Linked DNA regions of Mus musculus: all the other regions are linked to region 2. A link is a contact called in public promoter capture Hi-C data. All regions are on one chromosome and are shown on one strand. Each heading gives the region's core, a stretch centred on a gene start, on an enhancer-like site or on the middle of the called end of the contact. The rest is flanking DNA. Distances are from core to core; before and after follow the strand shown.

Evidence for each region. Promoter capture Hi-C pulls out the DNA fragments that hold promoters and counts their contacts.
Region 1: a contact with region 2 is called in a promoter capture Hi-C map of pre-B cells, with 9 times the contacts expected there. The contact joins the promoter of Dhx32 here to the promoter of 2310057M21Rik in region 2. A contact is called at or near these places in 4 of 39 promoter capture datasets (the C10 cell line, the HPC-7 cell line, liver and 1 more).
Region 3: a promoter capture Hi-C map of liver shows a contact between it and region 2, with 2.4 times the contacts expected there. The contact joins the enhancer-like site here to the promoter of 2310057M21Rik in region 2. A contact is called at or near these places in 3 of 39 promoter capture datasets (liver, pre-B cells and stem cell-derived epiblast-like cells), 1 of 115 datasets of contacts at active chromatin or transcription factors (astrocytes) and 1 of 9 other capture datasets (liver).

Annotation. Positions count from the first base shown.
Region 1 is chr7:133,774,786-133,778,287 of GRCm38.p6, reverse strand. It overlaps Dhx32 (DEAH (Asp-Glu-Ala-His) box polypeptide 32), which reads left to right and starts at 1,485. Exons shown (of 12, transcript NM_133941.2): 1 at 1,485-1,686. It overlaps Fank1 (fibronectin type 3 and ankyrin repeat domains 1), which reads right to left and starts at 1,397. Exons shown (of 11, transcript NM_025850.2): 1 at 1,318-1,397. The coding sequence starts at 1,330.
Region 2 is chr7:131,360,948-131,364,021 of GRCm38.p6, reverse strand. 2310057M21Rik (RIKEN cDNA 2310057M21 gene) reads left to right here and starts at 1,296. Exons shown (of 6, transcript NM_026655.4): 1 at 1,296-1,514; 2 at 2,086-2,289; 3 at 3,061-3,074. The coding sequence starts at 1,351.
Region 3 is chr7:133,748,826-133,752,294 of GRCm38.p6, reverse strand. Dhx32 (DEAH (Asp-Glu-Ala-His) box polypeptide 32) reads left to right here. Exons shown (of 12, transcript NM_133941.2): 3 at 3,259-3,452. Among named protein-coding and RNA genes, the nearest start is that of Dhx32, 26 kb to the left of the region's middle. Within about 2 kb of position 1,419, at least 28 of the 459 cell types and tissues checked have an H3K27ac peak or open chromatin away from gene starts, as enhancers often do. A contact at or near this core is called in liver, where this site is marked.

The DNA.
Region 1 (3,502 bases), core at 236-2,735, 2.4 Mb before region 2:
AGGTTGGGAAAAACAGTGGACAGAGAGGTGAGTTCCAGGGTACCTCAGTTCTAGCAACTCTAAAGCACACATCTTCAGCCATCTATCATACACAACTTTGTAGCCCATCGTGGTAGCCCATGCCTTTAATCTTAGCACTTCATAAACAGAGGCAGGTGGACCTGTGGATTTGAAGCCAGCCTGGTCTTTAAACAGTGAGTTCCAAGCTAGCCAGAGAGATAGTGAGATTCTGTTTCAATCAAAACAAAATGAAAAACAGCACTGTAGCCCCAGCACTTTCAGAATGTGGAGCCATGAAGATTCTGAGCCACTGGTTCAGGAGGCTAGGTCACGAAGTTTGCCCTAAACTCAAGGTCAGCCTGGGCTGCAGGAGACAAACTCAAACTTAAGAGTATTTTTAAAAACAAAACAAAAACCAGGGCTAATGAGATGACTTCGCGCAAACAATGCTTGCAGAAAGTAAAAGAGCCAAGTTTGATGCCCAGAACCTCCATAAAATATCAAGTGTGGTGGTGTGATTTGTAGATTCAGCCCTAGAGAGCTGGAGACAGGATCACCTCTGGGGTTCTGCTAGCCGGTTTGCCTAGCCTAGTTCACTAGAGCTCTAGGTCAGTGGGACACCCTGTCTTGAAAACCAAGGTGGGAGCCTGAAGATGTGGTTCAAATATCATGAACACTGACTGCTCTTCCAAAGGACCCAGCACCCACAAGCCTACTCACAGCCTGCTTTTATTATAGTTCAAGGGGATTGGGTTCTCTCTTCTGGTCTCTGTAGAGGCACAAGGCACATGAGTGGTGCAGAGACATATACATGCAGGCAAAACATCTGTACACATTAAATAAAATAAAATAAAAATTTAAAACCAAGGTGGATGGCAAGAAAAGACACCAGAATGTCCCCTCTGGGTTCCACACAAATGTGGCACACTTGCATGTGCACCTGTGTGACACCTGCACACGTGTGCACAAACACATGCATCCGCACGAATAGTCAATAACAAAGAACGGAAAATTTAAGACAAACAGGAATGAGAAACTTTTGTTATGTATCTTATGCTGGGCGGAAGCACATGAATTATATATACCACAGACTTTAGGGATAAGATCGAAGAGAGGCAAGAACACATAAATTCAAGGCCCAGGCTCCATGGAGGTTCACTAAGACACTGGAAGCACTATTAACCATTCGTAAGCCCATTGCTAGTGAGGGCATCAGCCGTGCTCTGTGGAATCTGTGGATCATTTAGCCGAGGGTTCGAGACCTGGCCCGGCTAGCTCGGTCTCTGCTCGCACCCCAGGCCCTAGCCCGCCGCTTACTGTGGGGCTCCATGGTCAGCTGCTCCCGGGGGCCCTCGGGCCCAGCCCTGGCGGCGCCGCCCTCCTAACGCCTGTCTTCGTCTGGCGTCGCTCGGGTTGCCCTGACAACCGGGGATGGGCAGGCGAGCGGGCGGGCGGGGCCCGGCGGACGGCGAGAGGGAGGGACCAAAAAGTGACGTGGAAACGCAGAGCAGCGCACGGGCGGGAGTGGCGCAGGGGGGTCGCGACCCGGGAGCGCGGCGGCTTCAGCAGAGCCGCGCCCCGAGCTCGGGAACGCTCTGTCAGCTCCTCTAGGGACCACGCGAACGTCGGCCGGGCTCGGGAAGCTCCCGCCCAGGCTCTGGGAGGCCTCGGCGGCCGCCGCTGCAGGTAACGGCAGGGCAGGCGGCGGGGAAGCAGGGAGGCCGCGCACCTGTTGCGGCCCCGCCCGACCAGGCACAGCTGAGGGCGAGGGCGCCCCCAGCTCCGGAAGGAGAACCGGAGCTCCGGCCTGAGATCTTCTGGACCCTGGTGGGTTAAGTCTAGGATGACCTGAGACGCCCCAGTGAGAGTCAGAACAAACCCTGCTCCAGCCGGATGACTCGGTCTTTGCACCGCCGTAACCCCAAGCTAGAGTCAGGGTTACCCCTGCATCTGGCGTCCGTCCAGGTCAGGGTCCGGATGAACCCGGAGATGCCCGGGTGAGAGTCGAGATAGACCCTGTTCCTGCTGGAGGACCCAGCTTTTGCCTGCCAGTACCCATTCTCCAGAGTGAAGGGCTATTGCTTCAGGATGTTGCCCCAAGTCATGGTCCGGACTCGGCCTTTGCGCGTGGCAGCTCTTTTCCAGGGTGGGTACCCTATACCGGGATGTTGTCCCAGGTCAAGGCTAGGATGACCCTAAGACTCCGAGTATGGGTGCTCTCAGCTCCTCCTGGAGGACTCGTTCTTTGCACCACATGTTTCAGAGAGGGGTGTTCGAATCCGTTTGCCTAGGTGAGGGTGTGAAAGCTGCTCCTGCCTCTATAGTAGGCCAAGGCTGTCTACTGAGACTACGGGCAGTTCCTCCCCTAGTCCTGCTCTGTCTATCATCCCCACTGTCACCTATCATATTTCAGGCTGTGGGCCCCTTGTGGGATCTTGGAAATTGGTTTAGTTTGGTGTGTGTGTGTGTGTGTGTGTGTGTGTGTGTTTGTGTTTGTGTTACAATACTCATTTTTCCTGTTGATTTTTTTTGGGGGGAGAGGGGGGTCACTGAGTCAGCCAAATTGTGTAGGATACTGGTTTCAAAGACCAGGATCCAGGTTTTCCTTTAAGAAAGGTGTGAAGGGGGGAAAAACCCACTAGGAATTTTTATCTGGTATGGTGTAGAATTTTCAAACCACCTCAGAGAGTGTCATGGGTTAAGGAGAGAAGAGGGGGAAGCAGAGGAAGGAAGAAAAATGGAGAAGAGATAAGAAAGGGATGAGGAAGTGCGGAGAAACAGAGGAAATTGTAGGATTGATTTACCGGTCAGCGCTGGACATTAAAGGCCTTCCATCAACCCCTACTGCTGCCATAGACAGGACTAGAGAAAAATGGAAGGCCCAGCCAGCTCTATTGGGGTCATATAAGTGATTACTCATCTTTGCCAGTAGAGAGATTTCTACCGCGTGGCTGTCAAGGACTCAGGGGAGAATTACTTTCCCCAGGGAGTCATTCAAAGCTTAGTTGAATCCAAGAAGCATCTATTCTGTGATGGAAATGGACATTTATTATATTCTGCCAAATTAGGCTTCCCTCTCTATGAGGGTGAATTGTCAAAGCTAGGAGGCTTACGAATGGGTGCAGACAAGCGCTGTGATTTATGCAGAACTCAAACTTCCTAGGCTAAAGTATCAAACAGAGAAATTCAGGTTCCTGTAACTTAGAGGACGGAGGAGACAGAGTAAGATTCTGGGTGCTTCAGTACCAATATTTCCCAAACACTGGTTCTCAGAAGCAAAATCACAATGACGCTTTCCCATGCAGGAAGACATGGTTATAATGGAACAGCAAATGTCACAAACAAACCTGGCAACACACACACACACACACACAGGAGAGGAAGTTAAAATGTCAGAAAATCAGTAGCCTAGATATTGAGGGATTTTTTTTCCTTAAATGAGAGTGGAGATCTCCATGCTAAGGTAATAAAGACTAAATGTGGCCATTGTGTGTGGATTTCA
Region 2 (3,074 bases), core at 47-2,546:
GGGAATTTCTTTTAAAAATATAAATTGAGCCTTTTAGAATTAAAGGTTACTGTTTCTAGATTTTGTTTATACTGAATCTCTGATTTCTCTTTCAAACTTGATGAACACATTATACATACACTCTGGTGACTGTCTATAGAATTCAATCATCTTTTTCTTGATGACATAAACACGTTTTTTGAACAGGGGTACACATACAGACTAAAATGAAAATTAAAGCAAAACGTTTTTTCTGAGCGATGAACAAAAAGTTCTGGGACAAAACTAGGTTATGGCTGAACAAAACTTCCCCAGAAATTATATATAAGGCCTCAAGCACAACTTTAAAATTCAGGTACTCCACATTTCTGTAAACAAATTTCTCCCCTCGCCTCAATAGATGTTTAAATTATCTACACAACCCACTTCAGGAAGATAATGGGGGTGGGTATGGGGTGGAACGACAGCCGATACCTAGCTTTCTTTCCAATGAGTATAAAGTTTCAAGTCCCACTTGTCACCACAGAAAGTTTGACCGTACAATGTACTTCTGAAGGGACCAAGGCCCATTGCCAGTTTTTGTCAAGGTTATGAGTGAGAAACCTTAAGTCGCAGCTTTGAGCCTCTTGGACATTTTTAACCTTGAGAATTCTGTCATTTAGGACGTGCAAGCACGCTCCACCGGGTTCCTGAGGCTCGGAAGCCGGGTCTTAGTGGGTTCAGTGTTTAGTGCCTTCGGCCACTCAGCATTATTCTGCAATGCTAAGCGCCGCGCTCCACTCTACAGCCCACGGAGGTGACCTGAGCAGTGAAACAACGCGATCAGCCGTGGTCGCACTGCTTCAAAAGCAGCCTGCATGGCCTTCACTCCACGGGCTGGCGCAGGAAGGGTCCCCGGAGTCCTCTTCCGAGGACCTCGGATTGGGAGCTGGCTTTACAGGCTGCTTGAGCCAAGGAGACCGCACCTATCTGCTTTGGTACCACCCTCAGGGTGCCGACACCGCCCAGGCGCCACCCCACCTCCCACCCTAAAGCGTCGCTGCTTTGCCAACGTGGAAATAAACCCCTGGGTTCCCGCGCGCAGAGCACTGCGCATGCGCGCGGCACCTGCCCCAGGAGCGGAGGAATTCCGCGCACGAGCCAACCCCTGGCTCTTTTCCGCGGAGATTTTAAACCAACTTCTGGAAGGGAGACGAACACGCATGCGCACGTGTGGTGGTTGGGTCCCGGGATGGGAAGGGTTGGAGTGGGATGGGGTGGGGTCGGGGGAAGAACCGGAAGTTGTGCTGAACCTTCACCTCCCCTGGGCACTGAAGGAAACGCAAGCTCTGCGAGAGAGGTTCCGACGCCGCCTGGGTTGGAGGAGACAGAATGGAGACCGCGATCGAAGACGCGGGACTGGACCGCGGCCCGACGCTGACCTCGTCCTGGGATGCGGCGTGCGGGGCGCTGACCCAAAGCCTTTTTCTTACCCGGACTGGGCCACGTGCCCAAGACTTGGACTTCGAGCAGCTACTGGAGCCGCCAGCTCCGAGGTGCGCCGGGCCAGGGCCGGGGTCGGGTGACAGTCACGCTGCTGAGGAGCCGGGAGGAGGACGGGAGCCGAGACGGGCGAGGGAGCCGAGCGAGGCCGCGGGGACGGCATGGGGGAGAGCGGTGGTGCCTGGAGGTGGGCGAGGCTGCGGGCAAAGGGTGCGCGCTGGGCCGGAGAGGCCGGGAAACTCGTGTTCAAGATGCCCTCCTGTTACAATCCTCCTCGCCCCCCACCCGCGAACGCCCCCAGTCTTCTATTTGGGGGGAACAAGAACCACGGCGTCTTGGAAAAAGACACATGGTTGTTTTAACATTCAGTAAACGCTTTTAATTGACTGCGAATGAATTAGATAGTTGAATAGGCTGTCCACGGTCTAGGAAAAGTGGACGGGAATGAATGCCCTGACGCCTCAAACCTCTGTTCCTTATTAATTCTGTGAGAAGTATCTGTGGGTGATGGGGAAGGTTCTTGGTTCTCATGGCAAGTAGAGGTGAGTTTGAAAGGATTAATGGGTTATGCTTCTACTCGGAAAACTTATCTCTGTGATTTTTTTTTTTCAATTTTCTTCTCAGCCAGGATCCGGTTAGTCTGAAAAGCAGCCTGAGCCCCCGAGATGAAAACCCCTGCTTCATTTACCTGAACTGTGGCCCTAATGGGGGTGAAGAAATCCTTTCGGTTGGCGTTCTGAGTTCAGCAAGAAACATGGAAGTATACTTAGGAGAGGAGTATTGTGGAACCAGTCGAGGCAAGACTGCCTGCACTGTCCTGGATGACAGGTTTGTGACTTGTCTAGATGAAAGTGTTCATATGAATCAGTGTCTTTATTCTCAGCTCGTAATGTTTGTGGATTTTCTGAGACTGACAGGACAGGAGTCATTAGGGAAGAGAAGTTAAAAACATGCCAATAGACATAGGTTAGACCACTAAGCCTTCCAACGGCAGGGTTGATGAGCAAGCTTAAAAATATGGAGATTTCGGGCTAGTTAACTGGAAGTGAGTTGGCGGGTCACTGGTAATTAGTGGAAGAGCTTTATTAGAATGCAGTCCAGGTAAGCATTCTTGTTCTCACGTATCTCAGCAGGATCTGTTTAACAACCATTAGACATTCTGAAACTGACTCTCTTCCCTTCTAGAAGGCTCCTTGTGATTGATATATCAAACTAAGACTGTCACGGCAGCCTATTTACTGACCTATTAAAAGATGGACAGTTTGTGATTTTTTTTTCCCCCCAGTCTTGTACAGGGTTCTGCCCAGATCTGTCCTGAACATAATGCATGCTCTAGGTCCTGCCTGTGTTGGAAAGAATAGTAGTGTTTATAGAGCGTTAAAGTATGCCATGTGCTCCCTCGTTCAGTCCCCCATATAGCTGGCAAGTGGTAGGTACTGCTCCTCCACGCGGTGCAGCGCAGGCAGGAGCCCATTACTCCCTGTACCTGACCAGGAAAAGGGAATCTCTGAGATGAAGGAGTGTCCCGAATCATTTGTTCTTAAGTATATGTTAATGTTTACAACCAATGGCTGTTAAAAATGAATTCTTTTATTTTAGTGAACATGAAAAGA
Region 3 (3,469 bases), core at 170-2,669, 2.4 Mb before region 2:
CTTGGGATTCTAGAAGACATGAAAGGGGATGTGCCTACACAGGCCAGAGATATCAGCAAGGGCGTGGGGGTCTGGAGGCCAGGAAGAGTTCCATGGAGTAGTGCTCATTTTCTCTCACAGGGGGCTTCTTGCTTCTTTTTCCAGTGTTGATGGGCATAAGCTGTCTGTAGCAGTTGACAGAAAGGACAAGACAGCTCCCACACCAGCACTGCTGTTGTGGAAGTTGTCTTGCCAGATTGGCTACGACGAGGCAATTCACAATGCTGCTGCTCTGAGTTCTGAACTGTATCTGGCTAGTGGATTCTTATGAGAGATCTGAGCAGCTGACCTAAGTCTCCCAGAATCCCACAGCCTGCTTTCTTGTATGTGCTATGCTGTCAAGCATGGGAACTGGAATCCTTCTGTTTCAGCTCCTGAATTTGTACTGGGAGAGAGCATCAGTCAGCAATGCTGTAATTACTAGGTAGTAATGCTACCTAGTCTGCCCTAAGTAGGACATTCTGGTGGGGAAAGAACTTCCAAAGAGAAAGTGCAGGACTGAGAGCTCTGTCCAGCAGGTGACTGTGAGACAGCCAGAGTAAGGGTCCTTTGGGGATTCTGAAAAGCCACATTGAAGATTGCTGGGGGAGTGTTCAATCAAGCAGTAGGCAGAGGTTCAGAGTGCCAAGCTCTCTTGGAAAGTGCTCCTCTGTCCCATGATGTTATGAAATGGTCAGACTTCTTGCTTTTTCTGACTTTTGTTTTAATATTTTAAATATTTTATTGGCTTTTAAGATGTATTTATTATTATTGTGTGTGTGTGTGCGCTCTGTTTTCATGCACACCAGAAGAGGGAATCAGATTCTACTACAGATGGTCGTGAGCCACCACGTGGGTGCTGAGAAGTGAACTCAGGATTTGGAAGGACTGGAAGAGCTCTTAACCACTGAGTACCTCTCCAGCCTGACTCCTCCTCTTTTCAGCAGTACCTGACATTTGTCAGGGATTGACCAGAATGGCCCCTGGTTTGCATAGAAGAGTGGTTCTCAACCTTCCCAATGCTGTGACACTTTAATACAGTTCCTCGTGTTGTGGTGACCCGATCATAAAATTATTTTACTACTTTGCAACTGTAATTTTGCTGCTGTTATGAATCATAATATCTATGTTTTCCTACAATCCTAGATGACCCCTGTGAAAGGGTTGTTTGACACGCTCCCCCCCCAAAGGAATTATAACCTTCACACATTGAGAACTGCTAGCCTAGAATAATGAGGCCATGCGGGTAGGCATTCTAACACAGGAACTCCTCCCTTTTTTGTTCAGAGAGAGAACATTGCAGCCTGCAGTTTCAAGGCTGACTGTTATTATCCACATGTAATGGTCACGTCTTCCAGGCTCTGTAATTAGCTGTGGTTTTTGCTGGGCTGTGAATTTGGTTGCTAAGTAAACATCTGCACTCTGAGCGAAGCAAGCATGTGTTCCCTCCTCCACTGAATGTTCTATCTGCCCTGTGGACTGACCTTTCCCAGTCACCTGGAGCTTGCTGATTCAGACAGGCCGGTGAGCCCTGGGACCTGCCTGCCTCTGCCTCCAGAGCTGGGATTAGAGAGGGGTCTTTTTTCATATCAGTGCTGGACATGAACGCAGGTCCTCATACAGCACAGCATGCATGTCTCCCATGTCTTCATGCAGCACGGCATGCATGTCTCCCATGTCCTCATGCAGCACAGCATGCATGCCACCCGTGGAATGAAGGGCACCTGGCCCCCCTTTTTCTTTGTATTCAGTTTAGGACTCCAGTCTATAGCATGATATTCTACACACACTTGAGTCTTCCCTCCACCAAGCCTTCCTGGAATACCCTCACAGACATGCCCTGGGGAGATTTTTAAGTCCTATCAGGGTGTCCATGAAGGTTTTAACCATTACCCCAAGGAACGAAGGAAACAGAATTTTATGTGAATTTCTATTTAGGCCAGTGATTTTGAAACAATTCAAGATAGACTATTTAGGATCATAGAAATTTCAAATATTTCTGGAAAAGTATGACATTGTTTTGCTTGGTTAACTCTGGATGAACAGTTAGTGCTCTTCACCAGCCCCTATTTATTATTATTATTATTATTATTATTAGTGTGTGTGTGTGTGTGTGTGTGTGTGTGTGTGTGTGTGTGTGTGTAGTGTTCTGTGTGTGTGTGGTGTGCCTGTATGAGGGAGGTGTTGCCTGTGTGGATGTTTCTGCACCACATGTATGTCTGGTGCCCACAGAAGTCAGAGGAGGGTACTAGATTCTCCTGGAGCTGGAACGAGAACTACGGACAGCTGTGAACCACTCTGGGAATCAAACCCAGGGCCTCTGGAAGAGCAGCCAGTGCTTTTAACTACTGGGCCATCTCTCCAGCTGTATAACACATTTTACATAAAAGGATTTCAAAAATAAAATGGCTGAAGGGCAGCTTTGCTTGAAATTGACTCTAGATAAGTTGCTTGTCTCACCAGGTTAATTTTTAATTACATCCAGATAATAAATTGGCAAAATATTTTAGCTTTCATTAGTAGAGCCATGTTAAGCAGGCTAATTTGGGTATTGTTATAATTGCATGAATTTAAATGCTTTAATTTTGGGTTGTTATTTTGTATTTAAATGCTATTTAATATTACATTCTTTAAAACATAATAACTCATACAACATTGTAGTTTTGATGGGGCCTTCTTATTACTAGGAAAAATAATTTGTGACTACATGAGTCTCTCAAAACTGGCATAGGTTGGAACTTAGGGACTGCTCATCAGATAAGAGCGCTTACTGCACTGGAGAGGGCCTGGGTTCTATACCATAGATGTCTCTAGTTCTCAGAGATCCAACTCCTTCCTGTCCTCTGAGGGCGCTGCATGCATATGGTGCACAGACATGAGCAACATACCCACATAAACAAATCTAAACAATTTTAAGAGGCATAGGTTTCACTTTTTTCATGTCCTTAACTGCCTTTCTAAAATCTGTGAGTCAAAGTCAAAACTTGATGGTTTCCATTTTATGATGATACCTGTATGCTCTTAACTTCATTTATTAGTGATTAAAATCATCGTCTCTATTGCTCAGCGCTCTACTAAGTAAGGATTAATGCTGTTCCTGGCACCATCTGCTGGGTTGGTGAAAGAAAAAGATCTTAGAGAACATGAAGCCAGCCACGAGAAAGAGCTACTCCTCCGTGTTTTGAGCTTGTCTGTCTTTCCTAGCAAGGGCTGATCCTGTGTCCTTTTTCCCTGTCAAAGGTTCCTCAGTGGTGTGCTGAATATTGCCTTTCCATCCATTACCAGCACGGGGGCGTGATATGCACCCAGGCCCACAAACAGACGGCAGTCCAGCTGGCCCTGCGGGTGGCCGACGAGATGGATGTGAATATCGGGCACGAAGTCGGCTATGTGATTCCTTTTGAGAACTGCTGCACCACTGAAACAATCCTGAGGTTGGTATGCAGACGCT